2 separate regions of the Danio rerio genome follow, and region 1 is linked to region 2. Evidence: chromatin contacts called from public Hi-C data. All regions are on one chromosome and are shown on one strand. Each heading gives the region's core, a stretch centred on a gene start, on an enhancer-like site or on the middle of the called end of the contact. The rest is flanking DNA. Distances are from core to core; before and after follow the strand shown. Region 1 overlaps phldb1a (pleckstrin homology-like domain, family B, member 1a). Region 2 holds the start of stk36 (serine/threonine kinase 36 (fused homolog, Drosophila)).

Region 1 (5,899 bases), core at 2,051-4,550, 43 kb before region 2:
TGGGAGCTCGCAACACGGCGGCCATGCTCGACACCATCTTGATTTCGATTGTGTAATTATTTTTAACAGCATTTTACTAATGTCTTGTGAGGTCAGTTCACCTATTAGATAACTTATGATTTGTTGTTACTATTCTATGTTATTTTCTATAGAACTCACTCAGTATGTTATGAACGACTGCAGCTGTGGTCTGTCTAGAGTAAGCAGTCAGGATCAGTGTCGTCTTCTGCCGCTAGAAACTCCTCAGCAACAGTAACGCTGTGTTTCTCCCTCAGCAGCAACGGGCTGGCAGGACTGAGACTGGAGGAGATGGAGAAGATGCTGAAGGAGGCCCAGCAGGAGAAAGCCAGACTGGTGGAGAGTCGAGTGAGCGCCATTAAACTTTAATTGTCTGTGAAATATAATCTATCTTTCTCCCTGTCTCCCATATAAAAGAGATCTTTTTCATGAATTTAAAAAGGAAGCCCCTGGTCCCTTTGGCATTACTGCATTAAAGATTGTTTCTTACCTACAAAGAGTGATAGACATGAAAGGCTGGATCTTAACAAGCTCTCCGACAGTAATACTCGCTCTGACAATCTCTTGCTGAATGATTTTTTCATGCATCCCCAGTCACTCCGCGCTGTGTATTTTATGTATTTGTATGTGTTTTTTTCCCTATTGTCTATTAAAGCGTCTCTCACGATACATTTGAAGCCCCTCTGTGTCCTAATCTGTCCGCCTGTCTTTATGTCAGGAGAGGGAAGTCCAGGCAAGAAAGCAGATGCTGGAGGCTGAGAGACGGAGGAGAGAGGAGGTGGAGAGGAGGCTGCTGGATGAAACCGCTCACAGACAGAGGCTCGTGGAGGAAGAGGTCAAGATGAGGGAGAAACAGTGTTCTCAGGTCAGTACTTCTGGGCGGTACCTCAATGATCTGATCTCAGGTCTTAGTAATAGAGACGATCTCAAAACATAAAGCATTCCCCAGTCAGAAAGAAAAGGGACAATACTTAATAATAATAAGACTTTCATTAATAAGTCATTAATAAACATTAATATTTATAATCGTTATGTTTTATAGATCAGTAGTTCATGTACATTCATATATATATTCATATATGTATGTATATGTATATATGGGTCAGGGATGTTGTCCTCGGGTTACTTAAATATACATCAAAGAGGTAAATAAAACTAAGGAAAATATCTTGAACATGGTGTACTTCTTGTCAGTGGCTCATGTTTTTTTTTGCCAAAAACAATGGAAAATCAATGAAAGGTCACATTTTTTTGCAGACAACCATAATTTGTAATTTCTCCACAAAATAATCAAAAACATTCTAGAATTTTACTAATTTATCTCTAACTTTATTGAATTTGTGTTTTTTTTTTTTTACAAGAATACAGATATTGTGTGTGTAATGTTCGTGCAAAATGTGTCATCTTTGTCTCACAGAAGTGGTAAATGTCTTGGAAATACAGTACACAACATTTGAAGATGACCAAAAAAGTTTATCAAAACTGTCCTAAGACACTTAATGGGTGTCGTTCAGTTGTTTAAGGACAACTTTGATGAAAGATCCAAATGTTGATGACTTTATACATTCACCGGCCACTTTATTAGGTATACCTTACTAGTACCGGGTTGGACCCCATTTTGCTTTTAGAACTGCCTTAATCCTTCATGACATAAATTTAACAAGGTACTGGAAATATTCCTCAGAGATTTTGGTCCATATTGACATGATGGCATCACGCAGTTGCTGCAGATTTGTCGGCTGCACATCCATGATGCGAATCTCCTGTTCCCCCACATCCCAGAAATCGAGACTCATCAGACCAGGCAACGTTTTTCCAATCTTCTATTGTCCAGTTTTGGTGAGCCTGTGTGAATTGTAGCCTTAGTTTCCTCTTCTTAGCTGACTGGAGTGGCACCTGGTGTGGTCTTCTTCTTTTGTAGCCCATCAGCCTCAAGGTTAGATATGTTGTGTGTTCAGAGATGCTCTTCTGCATACCTCGGTTGTAACGAATGGTTATTTGAATTACTGTTGCCTTTCTATCAGCTGGAACCAGTCTGGCCATTCTCCTCTGACCTCTGGCATCAGCAAGGCATTTGCGCCCACAGAACTGCCTCTCACTGGATATTTTCTATTTTTCAGACCATTCTCTATAAACCCTAGATATGGTTGTGCGTGAAAATCCCAGTAGATCAGCAGTTTTTGAAATACTCAGACCAGCCCGTCTGGCACCAACAAACATGCCACGTTCAAAGTCAAATCTTAAATCACCTTTATTCCCCATTCTGATGCTCGGTTTGAACTGCAGCAGATCGTCTTGACCATGTCTACAGGCCTAAATGCATTGAGTTGCTGCCATGTGATTGGCTGATTAGAAAGTTGCGTTAACAAGCAGTTGGACAGGTGTACCTAATAAAGTGACCTACTGAAGTGGCCAGTTAAACTGAGCAAGACATAACCAACATGCAGAAAGTCAGCACCTCTAATTTTTTACATTTATAAATGGGCTGATTAGCAAAATATATTGTATATAATTATAGAAAGTATCATTACGCCGGTATCAAACAATATACAGTAGTACAGCAAAAGAGCTTATTTTAACATGTATATTAACCATATAATTAGTCAATTGCTTTATTATACATGTGTTCAGAATAAATATGTTTTAAAGAAATAAATAGCAGGTAACATGTAAAAGTCTCATCAGTAAATATTAATCCAGTGAAATCAACAGTGAGAAAAAGCCATATTATAGTTATTATTATAAAGTAAAAAAAAATACAATAGGACTCAGATTATATTGTGTTATAAGTCATTAACTAAGAAATTAAAATGACCAAAGATGAATAAATACATTTGTAGTTGTCATTACACTGACTTTAGTTAAATGAACTGATGTTAAATGGAGAATTACTGTACAGAGTTATCAAACAAAAGACCTGTAGTCACAGAAATTCTAATATAGACGAGATTAACATCTGAAAATAAATCACTTATTCAGTCTGTTCATTATCACAGCATATGGAATATCGGCACGTCTAAGCATCATTATGTTGGTGTTATAAATAGAGGCGTTTGAATGTAAGCAGAGTGTAGTAATGCTGCGCACACACTGGAACAGACAGTTTCAGTGTTTGTGTACAACTCTGAACGCAGCGGTGTGCTTCTCTGGAGCCGCTCGGGGGTCACTGAATGTTTTGAGTTGCTCTTTAAAAGTCTTTATGAGGTCACTGGCTCAGCTTGACTGGGCAGACGGGAGGCATGAATGCACCGAGAGCAGCTCCGCACAGCAGGAGGACGAGGGGAGACGCGCAGACAGATGGTGAAAGCGAGACAGCAGAATCTAGAGGCAGGGAAGGGCAGCCCGCGAGGACAGCGGCGCTTAAACACAGAAATAAGTGACATAAGCAAAACAATGGATTGAGAACGGCATGCTTTTTCTCTGCTTAAATCAACCATCTTCATTGTGATGAAAGAGACTATCATGTTCTGTTCTGATTGATAAACTAACTATCATGTCATGTTTCTCTAAAAATATTGGAAGCACCGATAAGGAAATTGTGACAGATATACATTTGAAGTCAGAATTATTAGCCCCCCTAAATTATTAGCCCCCCTGTTTAATTTTTCCCCAATTTCTGTTTAATGGAGAGAAGATTTTTTTCAACACATTTCTAAACATAATAGTTTTAATAACTCCTTTCCAATAACAGATTTATTTTATCTTTGCCATGATGACAGTAAATAATATTTGACTAGATATTTTTTAAGACACTTCTATACAGCTTAAAGTGACATTAAAGACTTAACAAGGTTAATTAGGTTAACTCGGCAGGTTAGTGTAATTAGGCAATTTATTGTGTATGGATGGTTTGGTCTGTAGACTATTGAAAAAATAAAGCTTAAAGGGGCTAATAATTTTGACCTTAACATGGCTTCTAAAAACATTTAAACTGCTTTTATTCTAGCCGAAATAAAACAAATAAGACTTTCTCCAGAAGAAAAAATATTATCAGACATACTGTGAAAATTACCTTGCTCTGTTAAACATCAATTGGGAAATATTTAAATAAGACAAAAAAATGCCAACGGGGGGTCTTATTATTATTATTTATATAATAAATAAATTATATAAGTCTTATTATTAATTCTGACTTCAATTGTATGTACAGAAATGGTGGCGTATATATACATTTTCAATAAGGTTGTATTAGTTCTTGTTAGTCAATGCATTTACTAACAAGAAAAAAAAACTATAAACAATACTTTAATTACAGTATTTGCTCAGGTTGGGTAATAAAAATACTGGTGTTCATTGTTCACAATGATGTTATTGTTTAATTATAAATAATAAATGCTTTACAAGTATTCAACCTAGGCTCATTCTAAATATGTTACCCTATATACATTTCTGGAGATCGTGAATTATGTAGCCAGAGCTACGCATGGCTGCACTTCATTTTTGAAACGAACGCTACGGGGCAGTATGATGTTGTTCCTTTTCTCGCTAACCAGCTGACCGCCTATCTACATATAGACTGCTTCCCCGTTGTAACCAGTTTATCCAGTAGCTGGCCATGTACATCTGCGGACTTGAGATGCAGAGAGGAGTTAACCACGACAAGGGTTCAAGTTTGGCAACGAATGGTTCTAGAAAGCAGGTAAGACAAAAACGGTAATGGAAAACAAAAATGAACAAGTAAATAACAGGGTGAGAGAGAGTGTGGTAAAATCTGAAAACATGGTAAAAATCAGGCAAGGGCTTTTCTTTTTCTGGATTGCTTGGTTGGATTTAGAGAAGTGGTTGGGCAGATCAATCTGTGCTTTTAAAACACTATTGGTTGGGTTTAGGGAAGGAGAATGGTGGGTCAGTCGATCGGTCAGTCATTCTGTCAGTCAGAGAACAGCGGCCTCTGGTGGATTTATGTGAGAAGAGCAGGCACGAATGGCACTTGCGAGGGAAATTTGAGATCTCAAAAATGAACGAAAAAGCATACACAACGGCCTCTGGTGGATTCGTGAAAACAAAAACTGTAAAAGAAGTATATTTGTCACTCTCCAGAAATGTATATAGCGGTACGTTTTCAGAATGAGCCTGGGTTAAAAAAAAAACAGCACACATCTGAAACAGATGGAATAATCTATAATCTATTGGTTGATATTTTAACAGTCCATACTGATATGGCTACATATATATTGTTGCATCTCTGATATTGCTACTGTGTGTGTCTGAATTTACAGGTAGATGTAAATATTTGTGATGGCAGCTAATCTGCGTTCTGTCTTCCTCAGGCTCGGCCAATGACACGGTACCTGCCGATCCGAAAAGAGGAGTTTGACCTGCGATCACATGTTGAGTCATCAGGCCACAGCGTGGACACGTGTGCTTATGTCATTGTTACAGAGAAGATGTGTAAGGGTCACCTCGTCAAGATGGGAGGCAAGATCAAATCCTGGAAAAAACGCTGGTTTGTCTTCGATCGACTTAAAAGGACCTTCTCTTATTATGTTGGTAAGACATTATCCTGAATTCTTTTTTTAAAAGAACTTTATTTTTTTATTTTATTTTTTCATGAGTTGAAATGTGTCCTGAATGATTAATAATTTTCTTTCTGAGAAAAAGTTGTTGAGGTTTTACTATGGTTTAAAAAAGACACCCACTACAGTCTAACAGTAGATTATGTACCAAAAGATCTTGTTCGGTAAATTTAGAACAAGAATCATTTGATGACATTTGATTACAGTGGAGAACAAAAATACCAATTATTGATCTTTATTCTGCCGCTACCCTTAAAAAAACAAGCATGTTGTATTATTTCCTGTAATATTCTTTCTTCTTCAGAAAGTCTTTTATGTTTTATTTTAGCTATAAAAAAAAATTTAAAACCATTTTAAGGTCAAAA
Region 2 (5,881 bases), core at 2,799-5,298:
CTATGGACTAGAGTCTGTAAAAACTAAACCATAAAAACAACTTGTTTAATAAGACTTCTGCATTTACTATTTATATGAAAAAATAGGGTCATATCATGTACACAAAGAAACTCTTCACAACAACCTGAAACAAAAATGGTTCAACTTGAATAAATTATGACAGAAATCTAGGCCTGTTACTACTGAACAGCAGAGTACTTCTTTCTAAAAAAAAACTGTACTATATTTTGAATCAAACAATAGGGTTTATCTATATTTTATGCAAATTTGGGTTGATACAACAAAGCAATTCTTTGTGTAATTGTGCAAACGGATTTCAAACAGTCAAAATTAGATTAAAAGTCTAGTGTCTAGAAGTCTAGTCTAGAATGATACTAAAATAATACCCTTAACCAGTGTTTCTCAACCACCTTCCTGGAGGACCACCAACACTGCATGTTTTAGATGTCTCCTTTGTCTGTAACAGCCATTATGCTGCAGTCACACAAGAGTTTGTGCGTGCGAAATTCTGTCATACAGCACTGCGAAAAGGGGCGGGATTAAACAAGATGATTAGACATTTTGAAGTTTATTTATAAACAAATTTCGAGAGGATCACGTGCTTATGATTGTTCACAGCTGTTCCAACTTTAGCTAATGACTGATTATCCTATCAGACGATCCTTAAGTCACTATAAATAACCAGACTTTTCTCATCTCAATATCTTCGTCTTGAAGAAACCCCCCCACCCAACCCTACTTTCCCTCCTTTCAAATGGGCGTCACGGTGGCCAGCGATTGGCGCTGTTGCCTCACAGCAAGAATGCCCCTGGTTTAATTTCTTTTCAAACCAGACGGCATTTCTGTGCGGAGTTTGCTTGTTCTCCCTGTGGTCGCGTGGGTTTTTCCTGGGTCCTCCGGTTTCCTCCCACAGTTCAAAAACAAGCACTCTAAACAATTAATCCAAATACTTTAGCTAAACTCTGAGTACACCTTTCAGCATCCATATCTGACACTTAGCTACAACAAGCAAGAGGGGGAGTCATCGAGATCTACCTGAGCTCAAACTCCCCTCTCGCCTTGCATCGGGAGGGAGCCCAGGGCTCGAGGATCTTATAAGCTCGGGGCTCTCTCCCGGGACAGCACGCCAAACTAGCTTAATTATCAATCATCAGCTAAGTGTGAACTCTTGAAAAAAAAAAAAAGCGAGTGATTGGTCCATGTTTTAAATTCCTGTCCATAGAGGTCATGTTTTGATCCTCGATTAGTCTCACGCAATCATGTGATGCGATTCTGCAGGTCAGAGTTCACCAAGCTTGAACTTTCCAATGCAGCGAACTACAAAACTACATGACCTTGCGTTTTCGGTCTGACGCATTTGTGTGCGTATGAATGGAAGTCTGTGGGGAGAAAAGTGTAGTGTGACCACAGCTTTACAGGTCTTCAGTCTCTGCTAATGAGCTGATGATCTGAATCAAGTGTGTTTGTTTAAGGAGACATGGAAAACGTGCAGAGCTGGTGGTCCTCCAGGAACATAGTTAAGAAACACTGCCCTAAACAACAAATCTAAAACATTGCAGTGCCACCATGTGTACCTGCTTCTCAGGTAAACTCCCGTCATCCTCCAGGATCTGAAACAGTTCCCCCTCTGCATACTCTGTCACCACCACCACCTGCCAGAGGAATACATGCTGTAATTATTCCTCTGACACACAAATTCAGTTTTTTTTACCCAATTCTTTATTCAGTTAAACATTTTATGGGACGATCAAAGTCCCACGCTTACTGCATTTGTACCAATGCCAATATCCCAACGTCTAAACATATATTACATTTTGCCAACAAGAATCGTTCCCTGGAGATTTGAATGTTAAAATCCTGAACCCTGGGAGCTATGTATCAATTCAACAAGCCGTTATACTGGAAGCACCAGGTTATAAGAACAGAGATGCAACAGTAGAAAATGTAACATGACTTTGGAGAGCAGGCTGTGACAATCATACCTCCCTCTCTGTCTCAAAACTGTCTAAAAGCAGCACTATGTTGGGATGCTTAAGCCCCCTCATGATGTCAATCTCTCTTTTCAAACTGCGCAGGTCCTTCTCTGAGCGGCCAACTTTGGGAATGAACTTCAAAGCCACAACCTAGAAAATAAAAATGGCTGATGTTATTCACAGAAAGAGATTTACTGCTATAACTGATAGAAAGAAGTGTTTTAAAGGGAATTTGAGCTGTTGAATAATTCACCCTTGGGGTGTTCTAAGCATATGTAACTTCTCTCTTTAGTAATTTTTTTTAGCTGTGGTCTTTGGTGATTCATTAAATGCCATCGCCACTTTGAAAGTCTTACAAAAACATATTTGAATGAATACTTGTAGGCCCTAATGACACACGAGGTCTTAAAAGTCAAATCGATCAGTCTGTCCAAGAAACTGAACATTGCTTACCTTAAATTTACAGCTTCTCCAAAGGGTCCTTGGAGCATTCACAACCATTCGGAGCATATACAACAAAGCTTTTGGTTGTATATAAAGTCATATGCGTGGGCACTTAAACAAATTGAGTTTGTTAAATAGGACGTGCGTGTGATGTACTGTCCACCAAAACGCTATTATGAATTTGCTTATTATGAATGCTTCCAACTATATAAAAGCTTGTAAAAAGCTTGTCAGCTCATGCGTCATGTTGTTTTGACTCTAAAAATGTTAGTAACGTTAGCTGTTGACCTGCGTGTTATGTATCACCATGAACCAGGTGTTCAGTACTATTTTTTTGGGTTTTTTTCATTGTTTTCTATTCTACTTAAGGATAAATGTCACATACTTTTCAGGATTCATACACATTTTTATTACTAAAATTCCATGACTTTTCCAAGACTTTCAAGTATCATGACCTAATGTTTCATGCAATGTCTACATATGCATGGTAAAAAAATACAAAGCATGTTCAAATTTCTTACAGCATATCGTAAAATACGCAGCAATCTACTTAGTTTCAATTTATGTCTATGTAAAATTGATTTAGATAATGCTTACACCGCACTCATAATGTGAGAGTATGTGATTGGCCAAGGACATAATAGAAGTCAAGACAACTAACCTATATTCAAGTATACAGATATTTGTCTTTCATGACTTTTTCTAAAACTCTGTGGGTTTTTCTGTTTTTCCAAAACTTTTTCAGGTCTGGAAAATGCCATGTCAAAATTCCATGACTTTTCCAGATATTTTATGACCGTATGAACCCTGTTTGTTGATGGCATGATGATGAACTATATCTTTAAGTGTGTATAGATGATAACCTGAAGTAGTTTCATGAACAAAAAATCTTTACAATTTTAAATTGAAAAAAAAAGTAATATAAACACACACACAACGACACAAACAAATTAATTAAAAAATAAATGTATACCAAATACGTTCTACCTAATAAGGTTTGTCTTTTATTGTAGAAATGGGATGGATGGATGAATGGATGGATGGATGGATGAATGGATGGCTGGATGATGGATGGATAGATAGACAGACAGATATCTTTTTGAAACCTCTGACGCAAACGCAGCGCTCACCTGGCCGCTGAACTTCCTGCGACCTTTGTACACTCGTCCGAATGACCCTTCTCCGATAACCTCCAAAATATGGTACTGATCCATCTCCAGCGACGTTGACAGAGACGAAGACTTTACAGGTAACTAACGTTGCAAAAACGCACAAACGTTGCTCAGTGAATAAAACGTACCGCTAAGCACATAACTTAGACCGTTTTCTCCTCATTGATCGTTTCGCAAGTGAACAGCAAATGAAAGCATGACAGGCTAGGGCTAAACGAAGCAGTAGGGTAAGCTAGTGAACAGCGGAAACTTTCTCATTTGATCCTTATGACTAACGTTACTGCAAAACAACGTCTATATTTTCATTCCTACTTCCGAGCACAGAATTAAACATAAACCCAATACTAGTAGGTGTCATCAAGATAAACGGAGTTTAAGATTAACACGATCGCAAAGATTGAGCAAACTTCAGAAAGTTTGACGTGCGCTGCTGTCCAGAGGAACAAAAACAAAAAGCGCCTAGCAACGTGGTGGCTAACCAGTAGAAGCCCTTTTAAAAGTTACTACAAAACCCAAAAACTTATTGAGACGGGTGTGTTTGAAAACATTCGTTTATACTTTTATTAGCTTTATATTTTAATTGGTTGAAAACGTATGATTTAAAAGCGGTATATAGACTAAATTGAGCGAAATTTGAACAGGCGATGTGTTCGTGTCCTCATTCACTCCTGTCACTAAGGGGGCCTTCACTTATCAACACGGTGGCGTCCTGACAACAGCGCTCGTGTCGAGGGGTGAGTTCAGTGTCAGAACAGCTGCTCTTGATCTTCTGTTCTATGAAGATAACAGACTTTCTTCAAACCAAAACATATTTATTTTTCAAATTCACGTTTTTTTTCAAAGAGCTACCATTTTTGTTGAGCAGAAAAATGTTGGTTTATGTTATGTTTCCAGTCAAAATGTACGTTTTTGGGAGTAATATTACACTTGGAATTGTAAGAAAGAGGGGGAAATGGAGCATTACCTCTAATTTATTCTAAAACGCTTGGAAATTAAAAAATGCACAATTAAACCATGAATTAACTAGACTAACAGCACATGTTTTACTGTATCTATATGTGGTATGCAGTTTTTTATGACCAGCATTTCATCGTTATGATGAATCTATATAATCTCCTTTTGTGTAAGAATAGAGAGGCTGCATAATTGCAAAATGATTAGTCCACAGTCCTGTAATTGTCATTGAGGCCTCTTAAAAAGCTCTTCTGGTCTCATATGACAACCAGGATCCTGTTCCATCATCTTTAGCCCAGGATGTAGTGTCACTGAGAGACACCACTCCACCACTGGCCTCCTCTGAAGTGACGGCTGTCATCTTCACCACAGCCAGATCTCCAGGAGTCGACATGTACGGTGGGCAGGAGTAGCTGGAGGCAGAGGTGTAAGATGGTGCTGTGTATGGGACGTCCTCCAGAGGCTGTAGAGTATATGGCTGAGAGCTGGATGGGATGGAGCTCCCACTCCGACCAGAGGTCAGACGGTACGGAGAGGAACTGCCTGAGTCAGGCCCAGCTAGGGATGGTGAGTCTGCCACGGGGGCTGCAGCCTCAGGACATAAGACTTCTGTCTGATTGACCGAGTCCTCTGATGGCTGATCCCATGGGTCTCTCTGTAGCATAGAGAAACATCATTGCTTAGTAATATTTTCACTTAAATGGGTTTTGCTCCATCTATTAATTTATTTAAAAATATGTTTCTGCATTTAAATAAAATGTCATAAATATTTTGGGGTATTGGTGGTCCATTCTGATGTGGTGACCCCTGATACAACATCCTGAAGCTGAAGGAAAATGTGTGAGTGAGTGAGTTTGGAGTGTAAAATCAGATTATTATTATTCCTTGAAAAAAAAAAAGAAAAAAAAAGTCTGTATATACAGTGCTCAGCACATATAAGTACACCCCTCACAAATCTCTCTTTTACATTTATATGTTTAATAGGAAGCTTTACAATATTATATTTGTGCATATACATTAGATTAGTCAGTACTAAAGCCAAATTTGGAGCTCAACTAACAAAATAACTTATGATAACGGTCTAAAAACTAGAACACCTAAATTTATATCTTATAAAAAATATTAAATACAAATTTTAAAAAGAGGAAAAATCAAGAAAAGCAATTCAATTATTTGAATAAATACATCTGTTTATCTGTTTTGTTTAAATGCACCGAAATACATTGCCTATATTCACTGAGAAATGGATCAAAATATTCACTTTCAAAATGGGGTGTACTCAATTATGCCGAGCACTGTAACTGCAGATATTAGTTGATCTGTTTTTTCTTTTACATT

The links. A called contact is a pair of places that touch in the nucleus more often than the background predicts.
Region 1: a contact with region 2 is called in a Hi-C map of embryo, with 1.5 times the contacts expected there. The contact joins the enhancer-like site here to the promoter of stk36 in region 2. A contact is called at or near these places in 3 of 18 Hi-C or Micro-C datasets (caudal fin, embryo and hematopoietic stem cells) and 1 of 4 datasets of contacts at active chromatin or transcription factors (gastrula embryo).

The regions. Positions count from the first base shown.
Region 1 is chr5:31,049,537-31,055,435 of GRCz12tu, reverse strand. phldb1a (pleckstrin homology-like domain, family B, member 1a) reads left to right here. Exons shown (of 19, transcript XM_073952263.1): 15 at 279-366; 16 at 737-883; 17 at 5,289-5,508. It overlaps LOC141385829 (a long non-coding RNA gene), which reads right to left. Exons shown (of 4, transcript XR_012406903.1): 4 at 878-3,377. Among named protein-coding and RNA genes, the nearest start is that of atf5a, 17 kb to the right of the region's middle. Within about 2 kb of position 3,300, at least 21 of the 62 cell types and tissues checked have an H3K27ac peak or open chromatin away from gene starts, as enhancers often do.
Region 2 is chr5:31,007,646-31,013,526 of GRCz12tu, reverse strand. It overlaps stk36 (serine/threonine kinase 36 (fused homolog, Drosophila)), which reads right to left and starts at 4,048. Exons shown (of 20, transcript NM_001077571.2): 1 at 3,548-4,048; 2 at 1,983-2,123; 3 at 1,575-1,652. The coding sequence starts at 3,631. zgc:158412 reads right to left here. Exons shown (of 5, transcript NM_001080025.2): 5 at 4,385-5,198. The coding sequence ends at 4,782.